3 separate regions of the Gossypium hirsutum genome follow, and all the other regions are linked to region 3. Evidence: chromatin contacts called from public Hi-C data. All regions are on one chromosome and are shown on one strand. The core of a region is the stretch at or near the end of the contact, and the rest is flanking DNA. Distances in the headings are between cores, read along the strand shown.

What was found. A called contact is a pair of places that touch in the nucleus more often than the background predicts.
Region 1: a contact with region 3 is called in a Hi-C map of leaf, with 1.9 times the contacts expected there. The contact joins the promoter of LOC107900948 here to the promoter of LOC107900942 in region 3. A contact is called at or near these places in 2 of 34 Hi-C or Micro-C datasets (both in leaf).
Region 2: a Hi-C map of leaf shows a contact between it and region 3, with 2.0 times the contacts expected there. The contact joins the promoter of LOC107900947 here to the promoter of LOC107900942 in region 3. A contact is called at or near these places in 7 of 34 Hi-C or Micro-C datasets (callus, hypocotyl and leaf).

Annotation. Positions count from the first base shown.
Region 1 is chrD08:49,274,648-49,278,094 of Gossypium_hirsutum_v2.1, reverse strand. It overlaps LOC107900948 (protein TSS), which reads left to right and starts at 1,472. Exons shown (of 26, transcript XM_041098246.1): 1 at 1,472-2,031; 2 at 2,260-2,403; 3 at 2,512-2,573; 4 at 3,112-3,204. The coding sequence starts at 2,343.
Region 2 is chrD08:49,333,091-49,336,531 of Gossypium_hirsutum_v2.1, reverse strand. LOC107900947 (beclin-1-like protein) reads right to left here and starts at 2,067. Exons shown (of 10, transcript XM_041098247.1): 1 at 1,826-2,067; 2 at 1,188-1,528; 3 at 924-1,094; 4 at 292-416; 5 at 19-67. The coding sequence starts at 1,976. It overlaps LOC107900946 (replication stress response regulator SDE2), which reads left to right and starts at 3,005. Exons shown (of 3, transcript XM_016826747.2): 1 at 3,005-3,441. The coding sequence starts at 3,005.
Region 3 is chrD08:49,507,193-49,510,801 of Gossypium_hirsutum_v2.1, reverse strand. LOC107900942 (abscisic acid receptor PYL9) reads right to left here and starts at 2,065. Exons shown (of 3, transcript XM_016826735.2): 1 at 1,635-2,065; 2 at 1,021-1,236; 3 at 427-946. The coding sequence starts at 1,760. The coding sequence ends at 728.

The DNA of each region.
Region 1 (3,447 bases), core at 223-2,722, 230 kb after region 3:
TTTTTTATTAATTATTTATCTCAATAATATCATTTTCAAATATTTACTCTAAATTCTCTCTAAAAACATTTTATTTTAAAAATCTGAAAAAAATTTAGAAGTTTTCTTCCGTAAGTGGAATATTTTCTTTCTACTCATAGTAAATATATTGGTAGAGGTGGCTGTGGACCCGAACGAGGCACGGATCCTCTCTGTGCCCTGCAATGCAAACTGTCAATGAGGTAGGCAGCTATGGCCCAATATTACAGTACTTTTCAGTTTTTATCATTTTCCCAAAGAATTAAAACATATTACAATTATAACAACTTATTGAATCAAGTAGCGTCTCTCAAAAGAAAAAGAAAAAGAAAAACTTATTATGATAATATATTTAAATAAAAATTTGAGTCAAATATTTTAGATATAAAAAGTATAATGTTGAGAGAATTTGTCATTAGGAGTTCTAAAATTAAGGTTTGCATTTTCAATAAAATAAAAATTAAAGTTTGTATTTAATGTATATTATTAATGAACTGTGTTCAAATACAACCCTATTAATTTATAAAATTTATCATATGTATATGTGCATGAAAATAACGATTTAAAATATAAATTTATTTTTAAAGATAAATACAATAAATAATGAAATATGTTATTTGAAATTGATTAATAAAAATACACATGAAATATATACAATCTTAAAATAAAATATTAAATTAAATTATGAGTAAAATGAAAATTAAACATGTAAATACATCATATTAAGAATACTAAATGCATTATAATTATTTATAATGGTATTGTCAATAATCTTGCATTAGTGCAAAGTTGACTTACGACACCAACTTAATCAACAACATTATTCATATGCATAAATATATAAAAATTTAAAACATAGACATAACTTATTAAAATTTTAAATAAAAACTAAAAATTGATTCAGTTCAAATGACAAATAAAAAAAATGATAGAAATGATGTTTTGGTTCAAATCTCATCATGTATAAATTTTTATTAATTATAAAAATATAAAAAAATAAAAACACGAACATAATCACAACAAAAGGAATAGTATAGATTTTAAAATTGATTAAAAATAAATATATTTATTATATTTTTAACTAGTCTCATCATATATAAATACTTAATACGTAAATGACCACATGCAAATTTACTTTTTTATATTTTAAAGGATTTTTACCTAAATAATATAAAATAATAAAATAAATACTAAAATAGGATAAACACCCTATTATTTACCAAATTATGCAAAATGAACAACATATCATCGGTGTCGCCTAAACAATTGGCGACACACATCTTCCCTATCATCAATGATTGCTTGAATAATTAAATTTTAAAAAAATATATAATTTTTTTGGATGCCATCTGAACAATCGACGGTACTAATATTTCAGATAAAAAAATACTCCATTTTAAATTATATTTTCTAGGTATTTTTTAATGTATTTCTAAGTCTGAAATACTGGTGCCACCGATTGCTCAGCGGCACCCAAAAAAAAATTAAATATTTTTTAAAATTTTAATGATTCAAGCAATTATTGATGGTATGGGAGATGGGGGCTGCCGGAGCAATTAGCGGCACAGATGATATACCGTTCATTTTGCCTATTTTGATAAATAATAGGGTGTTTATCTTATTTCAGTATTTATTTTATTATTTTATATTATTTCATTAAAAGACTGTTTTAAAATATACTGCTACTAATAATAATTAATTTTTTAAAAAATTCCCAGAAAGTGATTATCAGTGTATAAGCCCAGAAACTGCCATAAAATGGGATATACTCATCTGACTGTTAAATCTAAGCCCTTCCTTCCTTATCATACCTCAAAACCCTCTCTTATATCATCTCTTTCTATTGCCCCCACCGCGGATGAGAGCTTCAATGGTTATGCCCTCTTCGTTATCCCATAGCTGAAATACCTTCCTTTTTTCCAGCTTTTTATTAACAAAAAAACTCTTCTATCTCTGTTCTTCAACCTTCAAGTCTCGGAAAAATCATCTGTTTTTTGTTGCTGCTGCTGCTTGGTAACCATTGAAATCTTAATTAGTTCCAAAGCTCATATAAGTCGGGAAAAAATTTCTGCATAGAAAGCTAGTTTCGATTGGTTTCTGCCATTTATATGTTATATTGGAATTAAAATAAGAATTGGGATATACTCCAAAACCTGCCTTTTACAAATATGTTTTATCGTTTGATTAATTTTTTGTTTATGAAGATGACGATACGTAACATGATTCATTTTCTTGGTACAGGCGTGCAGCTATAAATATCTTATTTAAAAGAGCTTAAAGTTAGAAATTCCCAGTTCCCATCCCCATCTACCCCAAGGTTGAAAATGGCTCCAAGGAACAGCCGAGGGAAGGCCAAAGGAGAGAAGAAGAAGAAAGAAGAGAAGGGTATTACTCTATTAGTATTTCTCAATCGTATTTGATAAATTACTCAAATTTAACCGCGGCGCCCCGCCCCGCCCTGCCGGCGCCGGCCTTTTTTCATTTTGTTTGCAGTTCTGCCGGTGGTGATGGACATCACCGTACACCTCCCCGATGAAACTCATGTTGTTCTCAAGGTTGGTCCCTGCGTTTTTAATATTTTCATTTTCATGTTCTTGAGCCTCCCTTAGCGATTTTGTTTATCATCGTGGCACCATGTGCGTGTGGTATGTGTGCGCGTTTTCTTTTAAATTTTAAGAGGCGTCTTTTCGTTTTTCATGCTTTTGGAGCTGGATTTCGTTACACAATCGTCTTTTCGTCAGCAACCATTTTATTAATAATTCTTTGGGCCCCTTAATGGAAAGCAGTTGAGCTTTTATTTTTTATTTGGAGTTGAGCTTCTTTAAATGAAGTTTGGAATTTGGAAGAATTTAACTTCTATTTAAAAAAATACAATTCGTTTTAATTTTAAATTTAATTGCGACATAATATATTCTAAGAATAGATAATATTTATCTTTTCGACCTTGAAATGAAGTTGGTTGCTAATATGTTGAATATATAAATATGTGCAGGATATAACAATACGCTACAATTTTTTTAGAATTATCATTATTATTTATTTTTCTTTTAACAAATGGTGTAAATTTAATAATTTGTAAATAAAAATGGGCAGGGGATATCGACAGACAGGATACTAGATGTACGTCGTCTTTTATCGGTGAATACAGAAGCCTGCAACATCACAAACTTTTCCTTATCCCATGAGGTAAGGTCGTGAGGGTACATGCATTTCTAGTACAAATAATTTTTGGTAAACTAATTTACAAATTTTTTATTTTATAGTTAGAAAAATCATTAGGCCCTTTTATATAATTTATTTTTAGATTAATAAATTTTCGACCAAATATCAGAAAAATCATGTCAGCTTCAAAAGAATATGACAGCAGAAACGACACACAGATCATGTTCAAGTTGATAAAATAGCTCTTGGAAATATCATGGCCATCAT
Region 2 (3,441 bases), core at 818-3,317, 170 kb after region 3:
ACTGCATCAGAAACTAACCTGATGTGCGATTAATTGAAACTGAAAGTTGTTAAACTCTTGCCAATACCTGTCACACATTGATTCCAACAAGCATAAGGATCTTATAATTAAAAAAATCCTGGTCATATACAAATCAAGGTGTGCTTTGCATTCTGGTTTGAGAAAGAGATGGAGGTTCAAGGGGGAGGACAAAGGGAAAACAGGTAAAACAAGTGTTGTACAACACTACAATTTTATCTGAGACGAATACATATGAAGGATAAAGATACAGAAGAAGAAGAAGAAACTTACCGCTCTTCCAATTCTTTGAATCGGTTTGATTTTTGCTCTAATTCTTTTAGTTCTGCGTTTACTGCAGCATTCTGTTTTTCTATTTCTTCAATTGCTGCTTCAAGTTTTCTTTCTTCTTCCTCGATCTTACAGAATGAACAGACAATCAGATATGCATTTAACTAGGAAAATCATTCATCAACGCAGTTAATGCATATATCATAACGAGGAACTGTCATTTACTAGTATTCCTGGTTTACTGTTCATATTTTTTTCAACAATACAATGCGGATTAACATTGGGAAAAGTTTTTTCTTTTTTGAAGGATTTTTTTTTTTTGGTTAATTCAAAGGGACTTTCTTTCATTCATCCAGTAAAACAGTTATCGGATCCTTGTACATTTTAACAATCCTAGCCCTCTGCCATCTTCTAGTGTCTTTTATGATACCCTGTTCTGAAACCAAAAATTTATTAACATTCTGGAGTGAAACCTCCCTCATCCAAACAAAAGTGAAACTAAAGCCTTAGAGTGTCTAGACATTAGAAAATATTAAAAAGCCCTTAACAATTCTCTCCGCAAATTAAAGTACTAGCATGAGGAACCATTTATCCTTTATCATATAAGTTACTCATAGAAACTGCCAAACAGCTACCTTTAATTTCTCCTTACGAAAATCAGCCTCACTGAGTACATCTCGTGGTTCCACCTCCAGGCGCTGAAGACAGGCTTCATATGCTTCGATATCCCTAGTCACATCTTCAACCTCCTTGTCAAGTTTGTCAGACAACACCCTCATACACTCAAGGCATAATGGTTGTTCAACCTAAAAATGCCAAATGCAGAATAAAAGAGTATAAATATATCCTCTCTACAACAATGAAGCACCAAACTGGAAAAGCAATAAAATGAGCAATACCTGTGTCTGAGTTGTGGCAATCTCAAATGCATTCTTCAGGACAGTAATAGTTGAGTGAAATCCAGAGTTATTCGGCTGCAAAGAACTGCTTGGTCCACCTTCTGACGATGGTAATTGCGTCCCACTTCCATCAGAAGCAGACTCTGATTTATCAACCACCACAAATGATTCTTCCATACCTTTCCTAGCTTGGCCAGTATCAGGCTGACCAGGCATGCCACGAGGTCGTGGAGGTATTCCTGGGGCCAAGGGCTTTTGCTTTGGCAGCACGACGAAAGAGTTATCCATTCGTGTTGAACCCAGCACGCTGCTAGCTCCATGAATCGAAGACCCCTGCATTGCTGCATCATTCATACAGACAATTTTCTTAGCAAGGAACATCAGCATGAAATACTGCTGTTATAGTCAGGTTTAGTACTTAGTAGCCAAATAAAACAATTGAAGAATCCACTATGCTTTGGTCCCAATTCCAGCATAAATACATGAAGATAATAGAAAATCCCCAATAAATTTTGCAACTCAGACCACTCCAAAATAAAAAAGAATTAATCCTCAGCTAATTAAACTGAAAAAATATTAAATTCAACAACTGGGCAGAAGCAGAAATTTAAAAAGGAAGAGATTGGAGAAACCCTAACCTGATCGAGAAGAGTCGTTGGGGAACTTGTCGACGTAGGAATCGACTCCGACGATGCAGAGGGAATGGTGACAGTTCTGGCAGATCCATTTGGGGAGATTTGGATCCACGGGTAAGCTCCGACCTTTATCGGGTATATATTCCTTCTTCATTTAGCTAATTGAATTTTATGTGAAGGGAGATTTTCGGGTTGTCGGGCAATCAGGGGAGAGATAGAGGGTTTCGTTGTTTCGATTGCTGAGCCGTCCAAGTAAAACATAACAAAAGAAATCATAACAGTTTTTATGACAGGTTTGTTTGTGACCAGGCCCAACGACTTTTGGATTAATTTCACCAAACGTCCCTGAACTATTGCTTAAAGTTTAAATTATTCTCTAAACTTCAAAGTATTCTAATCAAATATTTAAAATATAAATATTATATCAATCAGGTCATTATGGGTGGATTTAGATGGGCGGTGGAGTGCGGTGTGGTGCGTTTAGCTTTTTGTCTCACGCTACAATATTGATGCAATACCTAATCTCACCGCCATTACTGTTTTTACATTAACCGCAGGTAAACATATCGCCCATCTAAATCACTCTACGTCAACACTTGTATCAATTTCAACATTAGATATTAGTTCAAACTTGATATAAAACATATTTAAAAATTAAAACAAGTGGATTAAACTGTAAACAGCTTTGCACCTACATTTATGAATAATTTGAATATGATATGTTAAAAATTATATTGAGCTAATAAATATAAGAAAGTTATTTTGTTAACATGTGTGATCCAAATTGTCCATATGATAAATAAATATATTTATAATTTGAACTATGTGATTAAATATGTTCCACATCATATTTGAATTGATTTTTAATATCTAAGCTAATGACTAAGGTGATACAAGAATTTGGTTGATACAATATTGATACTTTAAAGATTCAATTAAAATGTTTTGAAGTTTGGGATCAATTTAAAATTTATATTATAAATTGAGGCCTTCTTATAATTAAACATTTTTTGCCTTTTCTTTTAAGGATTCTCCCTTACCCGGTGGAGTTGACCCGAACACCCAATATATTAAAAGATGGACTACTCGGGAAATTAGGTTTATAATCAGGATCCCAACCCTAGTTTCTCCCTTTCCCTGATCCCCAAATTTTCCTCTTGAAATCACGGACACGTACCTGTTATGGAAGATCATCAAATCAGCGGAGACGATATCGACATGAAGGACCTGAACCCAAGGCAGTTACAGCTGTTCGTTAAACTTCTCAATGGTGAAACTTTGTCGCTCCAATTCCCGACCCTTCAAGTCCAAGTCAGCGATGTCAAGCACCGAATTCAGGAATTTACCCAAATCCCTTTCAATTTCCTGCGACTGATTCGCGGCCATCAACTCAAGGACGATTCGGTGATTTCCCACTCCAACGCTACCCTCAACCTTTCCCTCCGGCTCCTCGGTGGCAAAGGAGGTTTCGGGTCGCTGCTGCGTGGCGCAGCCACAAAAGCCGGGCAGAAAAAGACAAGCAATTTCGAGGCGTGCCGAGACATGAGCGGAAGGAGGCTAAGGCATGTGAATGCTGAGAAGAGGTTGGAGGAGTGGAAAGCGGAGGAAGAACAGAGAAA
Region 3 (3,609 bases), core at 816-3,315:
AACTAGAAGCGTTACATCCTTACAAGTTTCCAGGATATGAAATGATAATTATTATGTTTTACCAACTTTCTATGACGTGCTCTCACTCTTCCAACTTCCATTCTCACGTGTTTGAAGTTGATTTGTTGCAGAAAATGCAAAAGTCTTTCCAGTTTCCACCAAGGTAGGTCTTTTACTTTAAACAAAGATCATCACAAGATGTTTTTGATCAGTTAACGTGCTGTGCAACATTATGACTCAGAAAAAGCTAATCTTGGTGCATTTCCATGGTGTACCCACACTTTTCTGCACTCAAATCAATAGGCTGAGAACTCTACTCAACAAATATCTACTTTTTAAGTTTCCAAAAATGAAAACTAGCAGCAATACCAAAAATGATCCCAACAAGAGACTACTAAAAATAGACACCATCATAAAACATATCTGTACTTCAAATGGTTTCTCCAAATTCATCCTGCTGGGCCTGGCTGCTGCTACAAATATGGGAAATGGAATTAAAATTCTCCCATCTCTTCTTAATCTTAAATATTTACAAATAAGACCGTAGTTTTGGAGGCTTGTAATGAATTCGGATGTCTCATAGATAAACTACTTACTCATGCATTTAAACTAAGAACCAAAAGGGTGTTAAAAGAGTGTTCCATAACAAAGTGAAAGATGATCATATATCACAAACTCCTAAAGATTAGTCTTTTTCTTTTGGTCATCACAATTCCACCTTTTTCAGTTAGTATCGGTTGATAGGCTCTGTCTGGTCCATCACAGCCATCCTCTCTGAAACATCGGCTAACGATTTCAGGTTACATCGGATCAAAGCTTCCACGAAGTAACAAGTTTCGTCCGTGGTGTTCCCTTCCGGCACATCCACGACGAACGATTCGATCACCATTGTACCTGGCCTTCCTTCAATAACCTCGGGATGCACCGTCATGATCGAAGAATAATTCTGCAGTCAACAAAATGAGTACCGTGACACAGAAAACAAGTGTTAAGGGAGAAAGAAACGTTAGTATTTTGTACCCTAAGACGGTGGTCGCCGCCGACGATTTTGATGCCTAAAATGTGTTCTTCGTCATCGAGAAGTTCCAACCGTTCGGTGCTGGTGGTTGCCGGAAGTCCGGACTTGACGTTGACCTCTCTAACACTGCCGATCCCGAGGTCCCCTTTCATTATACACCTGCTGACGAAGGGCTTGTACTTTTGCGGCTGGTCAAATCTCCTTACCAATGACCATACCTATCCATAGTTAAAGAAAACAGAAACAGAACAACAAACCCATCGTTAAAATCAGACATTTACGAACCATCGAGTTAACAGAAATTCATAATCTTGGCTAAAATAGTCTGGGTTCTTTTTTTTTTCTTTTTTTATCAGTGAAAAAATAGAAAAAAGCAGAGACAATACATACTCGTAGGTTTACTTTTCTTTTTTTTGGGGGGGGGTTAATTTTCGACCAAGAACACAGATTTGATTTGACTTTTGGGTAACAAAACAAAGAGAATAGATTTGGGTTTCAGCAGATCCATAGGAGAGTAGAAAGAAAAACGTGTCAACGGCCTAAACGGCGGCGAGAAAAACGAACAAATGGGGGAAAAGGGGGAAATTATAGAGGAGTCTCAAACTGAGGAACTTACGAGATGAACAGGAGCTTTGATGTGTTTAACAAGAGCAGAGGTGCACTGGTCGTCTCTGATGTTGTGCCTGTGATGTCTCTGTATGTACTGGGATTCCATCATACTCTGAGCATCATCACCGTTCATTTCTTCTACCTTTTTTCCCAAACTGATATATAAGGATAAAAACGAGTTGTGTTGTTTGCCTCTTTAAACAAATCAGAAGGTGAAAAATTAGAGGAGAGTAGCAAGAGAGAAGAAAAGCAAGAGATTTGGTGAGGATGTCAACAAAGGGAAGGGGGCCTTACTCTTTAGCCTTTTGCTTTTGGTTTAGGTTTCAGGCGTTTGGTTGGGACCAGGCTCAGCCTCTTACTTTCCGTAATTAAATCAAGGTTTTTCTCTGTTCTTTCACTTGTCTATACCCTGTTACCTCTCCATTTTTGTAAAATAGCAAATATTTTGAGATACTTTTCTTATTTTATATTTAAATAAATTTTTAAAATCATAAAATTCAAATCAACTCAAATGTAAACAGTAAAATGGAAATAAATAACATAAAAAAATTTTATATCAATTTTAGTAAATTTATTATATAATTAACTCACGTGAATGTTCCTTAATCTAGCATCATACACAACATTTAAGATCTTTTAACGTGACAGATATTTTCTATTTTTGTACTTGGATAGTTTCATCCATTGACATATCAAAATCTTTTAAATTAAATTAACGTGAAATCCATTTTGAGAAATATTATTCGTATTATAAAAAAATATTTCACAACCATAAAAAAATTAAAGTAATTAATTAAACTTTAAATATTTTACTATTTTACTATTATAATATTAATTCACTTTAAATATATAATATCAATAAAAATAACTTTACTTTAAAATATTTCAATTAATTTTAAAATATTTTATCTGTGAGATATTATATAGAAATTTCTTTACTATATTTTATAGAAAATTTATGCAAAAATTATAAAATAATTTAATATATTTTAATTAATAAATATAATTAATTCGTGCATCACTTGTTAAAGAAACTAGTATATATATGTGATGTATTGATTATGTATAATTTTATATAGGGTAAGTTATACCAACAATTACTCAACTTTGATCTCAATGACAAAACAGTCACTCAACTTTTAAAAAATAACAAATCAACCACAAACGTTATTGTAAAGTTAAAAATCAATCACCCATTGACATTTTTCATTACAGACCAAACGGGATAGGTGATGTGGCTCGTTAACTAGTTGATGTGGCCAGTTAACTAGCCACGATGGAAACCTAATTAACTCAATTAGCTGACGTGGCCACTAACATTTTGTCTCCAAATTCTGCCATTCTGAAACTAGACTTTTTCAAACCACAACTCCCAATCTATGCCCTCGTGGTTTGGATTTCAAATTACCAAAATCTAGTTAGGGTTTTGAATTACTAGAATCTAGTTTGGGTTTTGGCATGGGAAGATTTGACTAGCCATTGTTGTGTTGCCAAACCACAGTTGCAATCTTGTGTCGCCAAAACCAGAAACAAATATTGCAACCCAACCTCCCAACTGCGACGACCATCAGTTCGAACTCGATTGCAACAGCAACAATCACATCATTTTATCCTTAAACCATGGTAGATTCTATGTCCAAAGCATCTGGTATGAATCCTCTATGATCTGAGCCATTGACCGTGGCTAGTTAACAATAAGAAGAAGAAGAAAAAGAAGAAGAAGAAGAAGAAGAAGAAGAAGAAGAAGAGAAGAAATGGAGATGCCAAAAAAAAGCTATGGCATTTTTAAGTTCGCTAATCCTTGCCACTACCATAGACATTGTTGTTACTGTTGCCTCTACTCTGCGTGTCACCTTTGTTTTCTCTTATTCTTCTTCCTCATTTTCTTGCAATTCTTCTCATTTCCCCAACACAGAATAAGGCAATGTTATACGAGTTTTCAAACAGAGATTAGAGGTGCATTTAGCCAGATACAGAGAAGA